Linked DNA regions of Mus musculus: all the other regions are linked to region 1. A link is a contact called in public HiChIP or PLAC-seq and promoter capture Hi-C data. All regions are on one chromosome and are shown on one strand. Each heading gives the region's core, a stretch centred on a gene start, on an enhancer-like site or on the middle of the called end of the contact. The rest is flanking DNA. Distances are from core to core; before and after follow the strand shown. Region 1 holds the start of Tmem211 (transmembrane protein 211). Region 2 holds the start of Cryba4 (crystallin, beta A4). Region 3 holds the start of Ung (uracil DNA glycosylase). Region 4 holds the start of Sez6l (seizure related 6 homolog like).

Region 1 (3,507 bases), core at 708-3,207:
GATAGGCCCCGTTGTGGTTCGAGTGTGAACCATTCCCCCACAGGCACAGACATTAGAATACCAGTATCTCTATCTGGTGACACTGTCTGGGAAGGTTGAGGAAAATTTAGGAGAGCAGTTCTCAACCTGCGGGTCACGACCCCTGAGGTGGGTCATTTAGGAGCATGTGGCATATCAGACTTTTGCATTATGATTCGTAACAGTAGCAAAGTTTTACAGCTATGAAAGTAGCAATGAACTAATTTTATGGCCGGGGTGGGGTGGGGGGGTCAGCACAGCATGAGGAACTGTGTTAAAGGGTCGCAGAGTTAGGAAAGTTGAGAATCGCTGCTCTAGGAAGGAGAGGAGAGGAAGTGAGTCACTGGGGGAAAGGAAGGCCTTGGGGTTTCATGGCCTGGCTCTACTTCCTGTCCACTCTTTGCTTCCCCAGCCGGACTCCGACTCCTTGGCCACCACACTCCCCCCACCCCCCGCCCCGCCGTGATGGGTTGTGTCCCTAGGAAAGTGTGAAGCCAGAACAAGCCTTTCTCCACTAAGTTGCTTTGTCTTGCTATTTATTACAGACCCTCCCTCTCAGAATCATCCTTGGACTCCGCCTCCCGTTTCCATGGTAACACACTGATTTCGTAGAAAAGGGAGAGTGTCCCGGGGCCTCTCCTCAAGATTTGATTTTCCTGAGGCCCAGGGGAAGATGGATTTTTTTTTTCTTCTTTAATTAATTGAAATTTATTCTTTTAGGGGTTTTGGGCAAAAGGACAGGGACCTGAATCATACCTCCAAGCCGGGAAGAGACGCAATCTAAATTATGGTTCTGAGACAGCAGGGACACCATTATCCTCTCGCGATGTCTCACTTGCTCTGCCAATCACCTGAGTAGGAAAACAGAACCCGAAGACGCGTTGGATGATGGCGCGCAGGGGGCGGGGAGGGGGGTTGAGGCGGAGAGTAGGGGTCTGTGGCTCACTGGACAGCGGTTACCAGCCCTGGGTTCGATCCCATCTGGGATGCTGCAGGGCTGCATGGTAGGGTGGAGGCAGTGGGTTATCCGCGGCGTCAAAGAGAAGTCAAGGTATGCCTGGGCTAAGTGAGACGGTGCTCAGAATACAATTAAGCGAAGATGGGAAAAATAACTGTGCCTTTAATGAGATGCACGCTCATATAACCCAAACTGCACCCAGGCATGCTGCGGCTCAGATCCTCCTGGATGAGCCTGCCCGCTGTCTGGATTCCTACCTGGAAGCCTGCTCCTGGAGGTAAATGGATGCTCCAGGCATCCCCAGCTCCTGTTCCTGCTTTCCTGACCTGTAACTGACCAGCTCTGACTCTCCACCCCCCTCCTACAGGCAGCTACTCCCTCCAGCCCACCTGACCTGCTTTCTCTCAAACTCCTCTAAAGAGTTTCCTTCTAAATTTACCGGGCGACAGATAATCCACAAAGGAGACCCCGAGTTCCCCAGTAGAGATGATACTAGTGAAACTAGCGGGGTACCAATCCAGGGGATTCTGCTTCGAGGGCCACAACCCTTCAAGAGGTGATGTCTCTCCAGCCCTCACCCGCAGAGGAGGGAGCTGGAACTCATTCACATAGCAGGAAGCTCGGTCTGGCAAACAGAGCCCCAGGCAAACTTGGGCGTGTTCGGGCGTCTTTGGGAAGGTGATCCCAGTCCAACAGGAGCGAGGGAAGACAGACTTGGAGAAAGGGAAGGGAAGGGAACAATTACAGGAAATGCTCGGTGAAGCTGGCCAAGCCTCAGCTAGAAGCCATGGGAATTAGCCCACGGAAAGAAGGTGGAGTGAGCGCGCCCTCTGCTGGCGCATCCTGCAGCACTGGCTTCCTATGAAGCCAGTGAGACTCGGGGTGGACGCTTGGATACCCAGTTTGGACCCCAGTATTTAATAGTAGCTCTGGGACCCCTAGCGGTGCCTTCTCCTACCCAGGAAACCATCCCCTCCTCCCATCCTATTTGAGACTGGAGTTGCCCTCTCAGTCCAGCCCATCCGTCAGCCCAGAGTGAATAGCTATTGATTTCAGGAAGGAAACCTTGCACGGGTGAGTACACACTCTTCTCGGACCAGCGCCTCACGTGACCCTGCTCTGCTTACCCACCTGAATGTGACCTTTAAAGGGGAAGACACCTTTTTAAAGCTCACAGATTTACATTCCAGGCCAGAGCTTCTAAGCCAGAGCTGGATGAGGGGAGGTCACATTGTAGAGGTAACCTTGAAGAAGCCTGACCCAAAGTGATGAGGGAATATCAGGGGAGGAGCCGGGCTGGCCTCAGGCACTGCTTAGGGGCCCTGGGAGCCCTAGAACCACACACTGTCGTGTGCTCGTGTCTCTGTGTGGTTTGAAGCTTGAATGTGGAACACAGCCACAGTTTAAAAATCATATGTTCAAAGGAACCCATCCCTCCAAACGTCAAGCAGCCCTGTTGTAGGCCAGGGATCTTGTAGTTGGGGAAACAGAGGCTTTGAGCCATTGTATTGTTTGTCCCAGGTGACAGAGCCAGCAGGCCTGGTTGAGGCATATACTAGTGAAAGAGACCATGTGTTGAAGGACCTCAGGTCTCGCCTGGGCAGCCTGGCCATCTCTGTCTCTATGTATCTATCCCCTATCTGTCTATTTGTCTGTCTGTCTGTCTGTATATCATCTATCTATCTATCATCTATCTATCTATGTATTTATCATCTATCATCTATCGATCATCTATCATCTATCAATCAATTTATCTATCATCTATGTATCTATTTATCTATCTATCATCTATCTACCTAACATCTATCAATTAATTTATCATCCATCTATCATCTATCTACCTATCTATCATCTATCTACCTACCTATCATCTATCAATTAATCTATCTATCATCCATCTACCTATCTATCATCTATCAATCAATTTATCTATCATCTATCAATTATCTATCTATCATCCCTCTATCTCTCATGTATCTCTCATCTATCTATCTCTCATCTATCTATCTCTCATCTATCTATCTATCTATCTATCTCTCATCTATTGATCATCTATCTGCCATGCACATGGTTCAGTGCCACAGCCTCCTGTTCAGCCACTGCTTTCTCTGATCCAGCTCTTATCACTCAGGTCCAGACTCCAGGCCAAAAGCCCTGGGGATATCTCACACACACACACACACACACACACACACACACACACACACACTCCCTCTCATACCTTCAGCAAATCTGGTCAGGTTGACTTTCACCTCCATGGTTGCTGCACAGCTTGACCACTGTTTGTCCATGCTGGGGCTCCACCACCCCATCACTCTGTATTCCAACCACCCGAGAGGCCTCTCTGCTTCTGCTGATGTGCCCTGCATGTGCTGGCCTCAGGGCCTTTGCACCTGCGCCACACTCAGCCTGTAGTGCTCTTTCCACACCTACACACAGCTCCCCCATCTCCACCTTTAGGTCAGACTTGGCTTTCTCACAAGGCTTTGTAAGACCCTTCCACACAGATTATCTCTCTATCCCATTGTTTC
Region 2 (3,507 bases), core at 313-2,812, 970 kb before region 1:
CCTTACAGTCCCTCTTACCCTCCCGGCCACCACCCTGACTCGATGCCCTCCAGACAGACTCACGCTCCGCTCAGGACTTTGAGAGATCGCACCGTCTCAAAACCAAGTTCCAGGACACTGGGACACTCAGCTGTGAATTCATGCCGTCGGCCCTGGAAGCCTTCTTCATCCCACACCACCATCTGTGCAGGAAAGAAGGAGGGAATCTGTGGACATCAAGGTTTGGCGAGCAGAGAGGATCTTACCCTGGACTCAGAGTGAGTCAAACAGGTAAAGCAGAGGTCACATGCCTCCAGGGCCAGGTGGGTGAGCAAGGTGGACCGTGGGATCCTGGACAGCACAATTTTGTCTCCACCCTTGACTGTCATTAGGTAAGAAAACAAGCAGAGCTTCCATTTCCCAAAGCCTTCATCAAAGGCTTTTATGTGGCTCCGCTATATTATTTTTTGTGAGACAAGATCTCGCAAGACCCAGGCTGGCCTTGAGCCTACGAGCTTCCTTCTGCCTTTACTTCCCCAATGCTAGGGCAGGCATAAGCTATCACACCCAGATTTTAGTTTCCCTTTGCAAAGCCAAGCACGGCCAGAGAAGCACAGTAGAATGATTGTGTGCCAGGACTCAAGGGTGGGGACCAACTCGGGTTGCGTGCCTCAGGCAGGTTGCCCCCTAGTCTGAGCCTTGGGCTCAAGGCAGTCAGTAGCCCTCCTGCAGGATGATGGGGTTCAATGAAGTTGTTGTAAGAGGTTCTTAGATGTCGACTTCCTTCCCTCCCCTCCCAGGGTACTCCCTACCCTCCAGTGTCCAGCTGACTTGGTGCACTGCAGGGTCATGTTGGCACGGTCCTACAGAGAGAAGAACACAGTCACCTTCCATCTGGTTCCCAGCAGCATCTCTGACTGAAGGCTGACTTGGACAGTGTCAGAATCAAGATGGGTCTGGGTATCCCAGGACGGGGGCGATCCTTCTCCCACCCCACCCACGTGCAAACAGCACCAATCTCAGCCACATCTGGGTGCCATTGTCTCCAGCCCAGCTCACAGTGGACTGCAGTGCCAGATGAGTGGAGAGAGGTGGATGAATCACACACATGCACACACAGACACACACCCACATGCACATGTGCACAATCACACACATACACAAGTTCACACATGCACACTCACACACATGCACACATACATACAGGCACATACATACATGCATACATACATACATACATACATACATACATGCATGCGCACACACACACACACACACACACACACACACACACACAAGTGAGTGCACACACACACCAAAACAAAGTGCAGTGCTAGCCTAGTGCGTGGCTCTCATAGTGGACACACAGGTCACAAAATGATAGGGGAGGGGGATCTTGGCATTTAACTAAGAGTCACAGGCAGCAGTCTGACACACTTGTAGACTTCCTGGGATGTGATGGCATTCAGGGTTAGCCAGTGACATCCCCAAGATTGATATTGTAGGATGATGCCACCAGAGAGCTCGGCCCCACTCCTGTCTCCCTCTCATACTTACCAAGAAGGGCCCAGAGCACACGTCAGAACCAGAACCAGACAAGGTCAGGGCTCTTATAGGCAGGAAAGGAACAGGGGCCCCAAGGGACAAACACAGACTCAGCAAGCCAGAGATAGAAACAAAAGCCAGTCCTGGCCAAGGCCCAGAGTGGACATGTCAGCAGCTCTGCCTTTAGTGGGGAAGGACTGGTGGCTTGCCCAGGGTCAGCACTAGGGAATATGAGGGGTAGATAGCCTATTTCCATTGGTTCCACAGGACTCCTGTCCAGGACTAGGGACCCAACATCATCTTGATGGTGGGTGTCCTTCTGTCTGTCTGCATGATAGGACAGACAGAAGCCAGATCATAGAGTTCTGTGCCTGCCCTCCTCCTTCACCTCACCTGCCCCTGCCTCTTCTAGCTGGACGTCACACTTTCACTTGAGGATACTCTTTGAAAAAGTGGAAACAATGTATACAGTAGCTTGGAAGTAACCGGTTCTAAGCAAAACCCTGGGGGCCTGGAGCAAGGGCTTTGGATAACAAATACCCAGCAGTACAACTCTTCTCAGGAGGTGAGAGTGGTGGTCAGGGCTAGAACCCATGCACTCCACAAGGCAGAAGCATCCAGGGCTGTGCATGCAGAAGCAAAGGGCGGGGCGGGGGGGGGGGGGGCGCTGCAGCTTGCTAGCATGCTTCCCAAAGCAGTGCATGCCAGATAAGCACCCAAAGCATATGGAATCCCCTGATCCCTGCCTCTGAGGGGTCCTGTTGCAGGAGAGGGTAGCATGGCAGGAGCGGCTTGTGGTAAAACTCAGCCTTGCTACTGGGTGACCCAGATAAAGAGCGAGTCCTTTGATGGCCAGGAAAATAGCAACATCTCTTCCTTCCTGGGATGTCAGAACAGTTGTCTCACGTTCAGGGCGTGGCGAAGGGTGGACCGGAAGGGTGGACCGGTGCAGTCTCCACAGCCAGTAGCCTGTGTCTGCATCCCGTGCCTGGGGGCTAATTACTTTTGAGCAGGTTCCCAGTGAATGCCTCTAAGCCTCAGTTGTGCTGTGAAATAAAAAAGACAAAGCTCAGTGGGGTACCTCCAAGCCTGACTTTAATCCTCAGGACCACAGGGTAGTAGGGAGAACTGACTCCTGAAAGTTACCCTCTGACCTTCTGACCTCCATGTGAGTGCACACACACACACACACACACACATGCTCTCTCACACCCTCACACTCTCACACACTCATACACTCACACAGTCTCACACACACTCACACACACACACTCACATACTCTCTCACACACTCTCACACACTCACACACACTCTCACTCTCTCTCTCTCTCACACACACAAACTTTAATGGTTAGCCTGAAAGCACAGGATGCTATGAACATAAATATGATAAATATGTTCCTGATGAAGAGTGCCTGTACCTGTTCTAAGAACAAAGGGAATTACCTGGGTCTTGGCCATGTTTGCCATCCTGGACAGCCATAAAATATAGTATTATTATGAATGGCAGTTCCCCAAAAGCAAGAGCTCACAGAGTCTGGAATGAGAGATGTGGGAAGGGACAGAGTCCACAGAGCAATGTGGTGGTGTACACTTGTAATCCCAGCACCTGGCATGTGGAAGCAGGGAGTCTAGCCTCAGCTACGTAGAGAGCTTGAGGCCAGCCTGGGCTACATGAGACCCTGTCTCAATATATTAAAAAGAAATAAAATATGGGTAACAGGGCCAGAAGGGGACAAAGGAGCCACCCCACTTTCTCGTCTATAAATAGCTGATCTGAAGAGCTGCCTGGCAAGGGAAGCTGTTCCCATCTCCCCAAACCTTTGGCAAGCTGCCCATCGCTAGGAGGGTCGGGGTACGACGGGGGACAAAACTGCCCCAGATGCCTGCCCTTGAGGCAAGATCTGTGGGTGGCCCCCACCGCAGGCACCTTGGCCTGAGTCCCAGTGGTTGGCCTCTCCTGTGGTTCCCAGCTTGCCCTT
Region 3 (3,507 bases), core at 480-2,979, 900 kb after region 1:
GTACAATATGGAAGTTGTGAGCAGGGTGACAGGCTAGGGAGTAGGGGGGGATGGGGAAGAGGATCTTACAGGGAAGAATCCTAAGCCAGCATTGAAGCTTTCCAGGTAAGGGACAAAATAACATAGCATGCGAAGATTTTAGCGGGACGCTGCGGAAAGGCAAACCGCCTGGAGAACTGCTAAATTGGGAGTCTAGTCAGTTCAGATTGGGAGGCTGTAGCCCAGACTAGCCCCTAACAGCTTGTGTAGCCAAGCCTTGTGCTCCTGATCCTCTTGCCTCCACCTCCCAGATGCTGGGCTCACAGGGTGTGTCACCACTCTGTGACACACGGCGGCATAGGAGGGTTTTTCCAGGGCAGCGGTCGGTCGAGGTTTAAATTACACTTGCAGTGGCACACGCCTTTAATCCCAGCACTTGGGAGGCAGAGGCAGGCGGATTTCTGAATCCAAGGCCAGCCGGGTCTACAGAGAGTTCCAGGACAGCCAGGGCTATACAGAGAAACTCTGTCTTGAAAAACCAAAAAAAAAAAAAAAATAAAAAAAATAAATAAATAAATTACACCTGCAAAAGATCACTCAGTAGAAAAGAGTAGCTGGGATTGTTATATTAGAGGGAAGGATATAACTGAAAGCTGCACAACTGAATGTATGTCTGACGTGAGTGTGGGAGGTAAAAAGTACAAGGGGGTGTATGGCTCAGTGGTCAAGCGGTTGCTCAGGATGCACAAAGGCCCTGAGTTCAATCCCCAAAGGGGACTGAAAAGGAGGGAGGGAGGTGTATCTGGGGAAGTGGAACATTTCGGGGTTAAAGGCCTTCAATCTTTACATCAGTAAGACTTGGAGAAAGCCCCGCTTTAGAGCTAGGACAGGTAGGTAGGTAAGCAGCAGGCTCCCCCTACCTCCTAAGCCCCACCCACCCGGGGGCGGGGCCTCAGCCCCTCCCACACATGCGCGCTGGGCCTCACCGACCCCTGCCCAGCCAGCCTCCCCGCCCCCAACGGGAGCCCGCGCAGGTGGCAGCGCGCCTACCGTGAGCACGGCTGCAGGAGTCCCGGAGGTCCGTGCTCGGCGCAGGCATGATCGGCCAGAAGACCCTATACTCTTTCTTCTCTCCGACCCCCACAGGGAAGCGGACCACGCGCAGCCCGGAGCCGGTCCCAGGGAGCGGAGTGGCGGCCGAGATCGGCGGCGATGCCGTGGTGAGACGAGCGGGGTAGCGCGGGACGCGGGGGTACGGCGGGGTCCCGGGCAGGAGCGCCACGCACGCCGCTTGCTCGGACAGACTGGGACACCTTAGGGGTTCAACACAGCCGCGCGCTGTCGGCCGCCGCCACGCCGAGGCACTAGCCAATAGGGATGGGGCACGGTCGCCGCAGAGCCAATCAGTGTGCAGCGTGCCCGCCCTGCTCCTCGCGTGGTCCAATCAAAAGCGGCAAGGGGCGGGAGCTGTTTTGCCGCGAAAAGCCCACGTGGAAGGTCTTGGGTGAGGCGCGCGGGGCAGCACCAGGCAGCGCGAGACTGCGGTGCTGCGGGTCCCGGGCAGGAGAGCCGCGCACCCCGTTTATCAGCCAGACTGGGACACCTTAGAGGTCCAAAACAACCGCGCGCGTCCACGGCCGCCATGCCGAGACATCTACCAATGGGGACGGAGCTCGGCCGCCTCAGAGTCAATCGGTGTGCAGCGTGCCCACCCTGCCCTTGTATAGTCCAATCAGAAGCGGCAAGGGGCGGGAGGTGTTTTGCCGCGAAAAGCCTGCGTGGGAGCGCAGACGGGTGCAGCGGGTCCCCTGCTCGGCTGGACCATGGGCGTCTTGGGGCGGCGGTCTTTGCGGTTGGCGCGGAGAGCGGGGCTCCGGAGCCTGACTCCCAACCCCGACTCTGACTCCCGGCAGGCCAGCCCCGCCAAGAAGGCCCGGGTGGAGCAGAACGAGCAAGGCTCGCCGCTCAGCGCCGAGCAGCTCGTCCGCATCCAGAGGAACAAGGCCGCGGCGCTGCTCAGGCTCGCCGCCCGCAACGTGCCTGCCGGCTTCGGCGAGAGCTGGAAGCAGCAGCTGTGCGGGGAGTTCGGGAAGCCGTACTTCGTCAAGGTCGGTGGGCTCGGGTCCAGCCAGCCTCCCCCGTCCCCTCCCTTTCCGTGCCACACTTGACAACGATGCCGGTGTGTCTGGGTTACATGAAGGGCAGGAAGGTGGCGTCGTGGCTTCGTTTTACGTGGAGGAGGGCGCATAGAAGTCACAGGACAACTTGGGGAAATATCTCACTATCACGTGGGTCCGGAGGTTAAATCAGGTTGGCGGGCTGGGCGCCAGCTGCCTTCGTGGCTTTTTGTAAGCCACCTGGTTTACCCCAAAGCCAACAAACCCTGGGGTAGTGAACAAGAGTGAATGAAATGACCTTTGGTCTTTTATTAGAAGTCAGGAAAGACGATCGAGGCCTTAGGCTGTAATCTCAACCCTTGAGAGCTGGGGGGCTGGAGGTGAAGGCCAACCTCAGATTCTGTGCTATGGGAGGCCCTGTCTTTTAAAAAGAAGAGGGGGCGGAGTTACTGTGAAATGAAAATAGTCCAGCCCAAGAGGGGAAAGGGTGCTATGCTGGCTTCAATTGTTTTTTTAAAAAAAGTTTGGGTTTAAATCATGCGCGCACACACACAAATAGACGAGGTTTCAAACACCTTTTATAAAATAGGTTTTCAATCCTAATTCTTAGTTTCTGGTAAGAATGGGCTTTTAAACCTCCTTTTATCTTTTAAACCAGCTAATGGGATTTGTTGCTGAAGAAAGGAACCACCACAAGGTCTATCCGCCCCCGGAGCAGGTGTTCACATGGACCCAGATGTGCGACATCCGAGATGTGAGTGGAGCTGGGGTCTGGCTAGAGAGGAATCTAACAGTGTTTCAGTTAAGCCACGGGCTGTTTCGTAGTGAGTGTGTGATGGTAGACATGGAAGGTGCCGGGTTTGGTTGTGTTCCGGGTAGAAAGCTGTGTGTGTGTCCAGCTGTTTAGTCTTTTAACCAAACAAAGAAAATGCATGTATACATTTGCTTGTGTGCTTGCTTATTATTATTATTCCCTTGTTATAGTTAGTGCTAGTTTATCTCAGTCTATTGAGTGTAGGCAACGCAGGACTGGAAAAGTGAGGTTATTTCTGCTCACAAGATGTGTTGGGAAAATTGTGGCCCCCATATACTAATAATCTCAGCACCTGAAGGTTGGAGCCCAGCCTGGGCCACTTGAGACCCTGATTCAATAATACAGAAGTCAAAAACAAGGGCGGTTGTATTTTGCACAGACTAGAAGGGATGGCCTGCAGGTACTAGATTCAGGTTGCCTACCTAGCTTGTGTCACTTCCCTGCATGAACGACCATCCAACCGAGTGGCTCATTCTGACCCACGGGTGACTTGAGTCCCTTGGTTAGCTCTGTCTTCCTTGTCATGGCTTCTTTGTCTTCCTCATCCAGTCTTTCTCAGAGCTGGTAAAGAGATAAAGAGAATGAGTAGGTCTCTCA
Region 4 (3,507 bases), core at 538-3,037, 650 kb before region 1:
TTTCCTAGGGAAACTGCCCAGACCTGGTGTAAATTGGAAATACCACTGTCTCACAAGGGGAGGGGGTGTTCTCAATGACATGTTTTGTTAAATAGAGGAGGCAAATCATGCCCATCGCTCCCATTTCTGGGTCCAAGAGATTGGGGATATAATGTCTGATGTATGCTGAGGGTACTCCAGGCCACAACGAAGTGATGGGACCCAGAGCTAGGGCCTGGAGCTGAGAGCTGTCCGGGGCCTCTGGTGCTGAACTCAGGGGCCCAGAATTCCCCGCGGCGAAGCGGCAATGCTTCTCTGTCCTCAGAACTCCAGATCATCAAGAAAACCTCAATTATACAGAACTCCAGATGGACGGGGGTGCTGGGGAGTGGGGTAAGCGCTCCATGCTGTGGTCAGCTCAGGCAGGCTCCAAGCTTTGTTTTGTAAGTTACCACGGGAGGAAACAAGAGTCACACCTTGCCAAGAGAATGAGAGGTTAAGTGATCCAACCCCAATAGCTGACACCGTGGGCTCTCCTGGTGTCTTTAGCTCTGGTGGCTGGGGGTGGGATCAGCTTTGGGTGAGTTATTTGCCTCCCTCTTCTCTTCACCTCAGCATCTCACTGTAACTTCCTGGGACCCTAGCAGGGTGGAGCAAAGGTGTGACTCCAGGCAGGTGAAGGAACCGACAATCTCGACAATCTCCATAAACTCAGACCCCCTTCCCTTCCTAAGCAGCAAGCACGTGGGTTTCACCAGCACCCTCTCTTCACTCCTAATATCGATGAAGCTGTAGAGGGATAAAGGGGGCCAAGCCCCTGGGGTTCTAATATCTCTCTTCTCACCAAGTTCTGGGAGCCTTGAGCTCTCCTCCATCCGAAGAAGCCACACCCAAGTCCAATTTCCTGACACCTGGCTGGGACCTATCCAGGAGACAGCCCCTCCGGATAGTCCGAGACAGCGTGGGATGGTGGGATGGGAGGGAGTCTGGTTCTGGAGACAGGCAGTCAGCTGTCCGCTTCCTATACCTATCCTCTTCCACAGAGCCTGGCAGAATAACCTGGCAGCCAGCCCCGGGTGCAGTTGCAGAGAGCTTCCAGAATCTGAAGGTTTGGAGAGGACCCCACTCCCAAGAGCTTCTCCCGGAAGCGTCTCCAGACTGCAAACGGGAGCCCAGAGACCGACGAAGGACCCGCAGCCTAAGGCGAGAGTCCTTCAGATGCGTCCCCGCCTCCGCGCTCCGGCAGGGACGAGGTGCCCAGCCCGGTATCCGGGCGGTCCCGCGGGTGGCGCGTGTGTTCCCAGACCAGTCGAGACCCCCGACTGCTCGGGTCAGCCGCAACAACTTTACCCTCTTTGGGCCGGGGCCCTCGGGGTGCTTACCTTCCGCCTGAGCTGCCGCGGGGCTCCCCAGAAGGAAGGCGACAAGGAACAGAGAGATCCTGTCGGGTCCCGCGGCTTGTGGCCGTGCCACGGGCATCGTAGCTACGGAGCTGGGGTCGGCGCAGAGAGATCCGTGTGGTCGGTCCAGGCAGAGGGATCCGTGCGGTGGAGTCCGGGCAGAAGGATTCGAGCAGCCGGAATCAGGCAGTGCTATCCAGGGAGAGAGAGAGAGATGGACAGAAGGCTCCAAGCAGCCGGATCCCAGACCGAGGTCCAGACAGACAGAGGGATTGGTGCAGCGGGGTTCAGGCAATGGGATCCAGGCAGAGGGATCTGGGCAGTAGGATCAGGGCAGCGGCTCCTGGCGGACGCGCAGCTCGCCGTGGCTCTGGCCGAGCTGCACCGGGCGCGGGCGACGGACGAGTGAGGAGGAGCCGCGGGCGGCGAGCGAGCGGAGGGCGGGGGCTGGTGCCCGAGCGAGAGAGGGAGCAGGAGAGAGAGAGAGAGCGAACCAGCGAGCGAGCGAGGGAAGTGAGCGCGAGGAGGCGGCCGAGGGCCGTTCCGGGGGCAGCCTGGCCCTTAGGCCCTGAGAAGTTAGTGATATCGCCCGGTCCCGGGTGGGCTCAGGGTCCCTACTCTTTTTGCGGATGCTGGGACGGTCAGACGAGGCGGAAGAGCGCCCGATGTGTCCTTGCGAACCCAGTCGGCGAACAGCCTGACCTGTATCCCCACTATACAGCCCTCTCTGGCCCCTGAGGTCCCCACCCGCATCCACCTTTCCCTCCCCTATCCGCCAAATGCATTGGTGCTTCCACAGAGAGTCCCAGTGACCTAGGAAGCCACACCGACTGCATCCAGGGACATTGTTGGACCAATGCACAGGACCACAGGATCCTCTGTCTGATACCAAGTGGTTCTTCACCCTGGAAACGCCCAGCCACAGACTCCTGGGTCCATGTTATGATTTCAGCTACATTAGCACTCTCAACAGCGCTCTGCAGATCCGCCAGGCTTCCAGAGCCGAAGCCCCGTTTCCCTCCCCCGCCAGTGGAAGCTTTGGTTCCAGGCCCATCCTCTGGCGGCCTCTGTCCAGTTGAGATTCTCTAGCAGCGTGTCTTTCTTCCACAAACAGAGGAGACGGGGCGCAGTGGGTGAGGAAGACAAGAAGCCACTTATAGCCAGGCATTGGCCAAGGGCCAACTGGAAGATACCTCACACCAAGGGAGACAGCTCTCCTTGTTCTGCTGAGTCTCACAGCCCCAGCTGGCTTCCCAGGCCCCTCACCCCAAGTTAGAAGCCCTCCCCTCCCCCACTCCACCTTGCCACTCCGCTCAAGCAGGGAGCAGATGGAAAGAAGGTTGTAGCAATTGGGGGTGGGGGGGGGGATGTCTTTAGCAGAGTGGAGAGACTGGGAATCTCTGAAAACAACGTAGGGGAGGGGAGCATTGGAGGTGGGAGGAGCGAAGGAGGACTATTCTGGTCCTGGTTCCAAATGCCCCTGTCACTCATTTACTCTTGGGATGCTCTTTGCTTGAAGCTCAGATTATCAGGTGATGGAGAGACCCCCAGTTCATATCAGGTCTCAGGAAGTGGGGATTTGAGAAGGACATGCAGAAGACCTGGGTCCTCCTCTAGAGGGCTAGCAGCAGGCCATCCAGTAACCCCTGAGGAATAGAAGCATAAAGCAGGAATACAGAAACATGGAGGAGAGACACAAGTGCCGGCTTCCTCCTTGGAGATGAGGATAGAAAGGCTTGTAAACACCCATGGCTCACCGGACTCTGGTGTGGTCTCTGTTTTAAAGTCATAATGATCGGCAGTGGTAGAAGTGATCGATATCTCCCCTGGATGCCCTCAGAGGGTCAACCTCACCAAAGCCACTCAGCCAGGAAGTGATAAGATGGATGAATTCAAGACCAGGCCTGAGTTGAAAATCAAATCACCCAAACATGATTCTTCCCCTCAACCAAGATGGCTACCTCTGGGGTGAGACTTGGTGGCTCCTCCTGGCTGTTGGTGGCCTCCCCACTTCCAGCACACTGCTGGAAGTCCATCACTGCAGTCATCGATTAGTAAGGGTAGGTGTTGAGAGCATCGGGCAGATGAGTCACCAGAAAGAGCCAGCTGGGGTCAGAGCTGGAACAAA

Evidence for each region. Promoter capture Hi-C pulls out the DNA fragments that hold promoters and counts their contacts. HiChIP or PLAC-seq counts read pairs in DNA pulled down with a chosen protein or histone mark.
Region 2: a promoter capture Hi-C map of liver shows a contact between it and region 1, with 2.2 times the contacts expected there. The contact joins the promoter of Cryba4 here to the promoter of Tmem211 in region 1. A contact is called at or near these places in 2 of 39 promoter capture datasets (the SN4741 cell line and liver) and 1 of 115 datasets of contacts at active chromatin or transcription factors (pancreatic cancer cells).
Region 3: a contact with region 1 is called in a FOXA1 HiChIP or PLAC-seq map of pancreatic cancer cells. The contact joins the promoter of Ung here to the promoter of Tmem211 in region 1. A contact is called at or near these places in 1 of 39 promoter capture datasets (liver) and 1 of 115 datasets of contacts at active chromatin or transcription factors (pancreatic cancer cells).
Region 4: an H3K4me3 HiChIP or PLAC-seq map of embryonic forebrain shows a contact between it and region 1, with 3 times the contacts expected there. The contact joins the promoter of Sez6l here to the promoter of Tmem211 in region 1. A contact is called at or near these places in 1 of 39 promoter capture datasets (cranial neural crest), 1 of 484 Hi-C or Micro-C datasets (cortical neurons), 3 of 115 datasets of contacts at active chromatin or transcription factors (embryonic forebrain, embryonic hindbrain and forebrain) and 1 of 9 other capture datasets (adipose tissue).

Annotation. Positions count from the first base shown.
Region 1 is chr5:113,224,952-113,228,458 of GRCm38.p6, forward strand. Tmem211 (transmembrane protein 211) reads left to right here and starts at 1,958. Exons shown (of 5, transcript NM_001033428.2): 1 at 1,958-2,050.
Region 2 is chr5:112,250,956-112,254,462 of GRCm38.p6, forward strand. Cryba4 (crystallin, beta A4) reads right to left here and starts at 1,563. Exons shown (of 6, transcript NM_021351.2): 1 at 1,537-1,563; 2 at 792-842; 3 at 64-182. The coding sequence starts at 830.
Region 3 is chr5:114,129,427-114,132,933 of GRCm38.p6, forward strand. Ung (uracil DNA glycosylase) reads left to right here and starts at 1,730. Exons shown (of 6, transcript NM_011677.2): 1 at 1,730-2,087; 2 at 2,755-2,850. The coding sequence starts at 1,803. It also overlaps a transcript of Alkbh2 not described here.
Region 4 is chr5:112,575,411-112,578,917 of GRCm38.p6, forward strand. It overlaps Sez6l (seizure related 6 homolog like), which reads right to left and starts at 1,788. Exons shown (of 17, transcript NM_001253916.1): 1 at 1,362-1,788. The coding sequence starts at 1,458.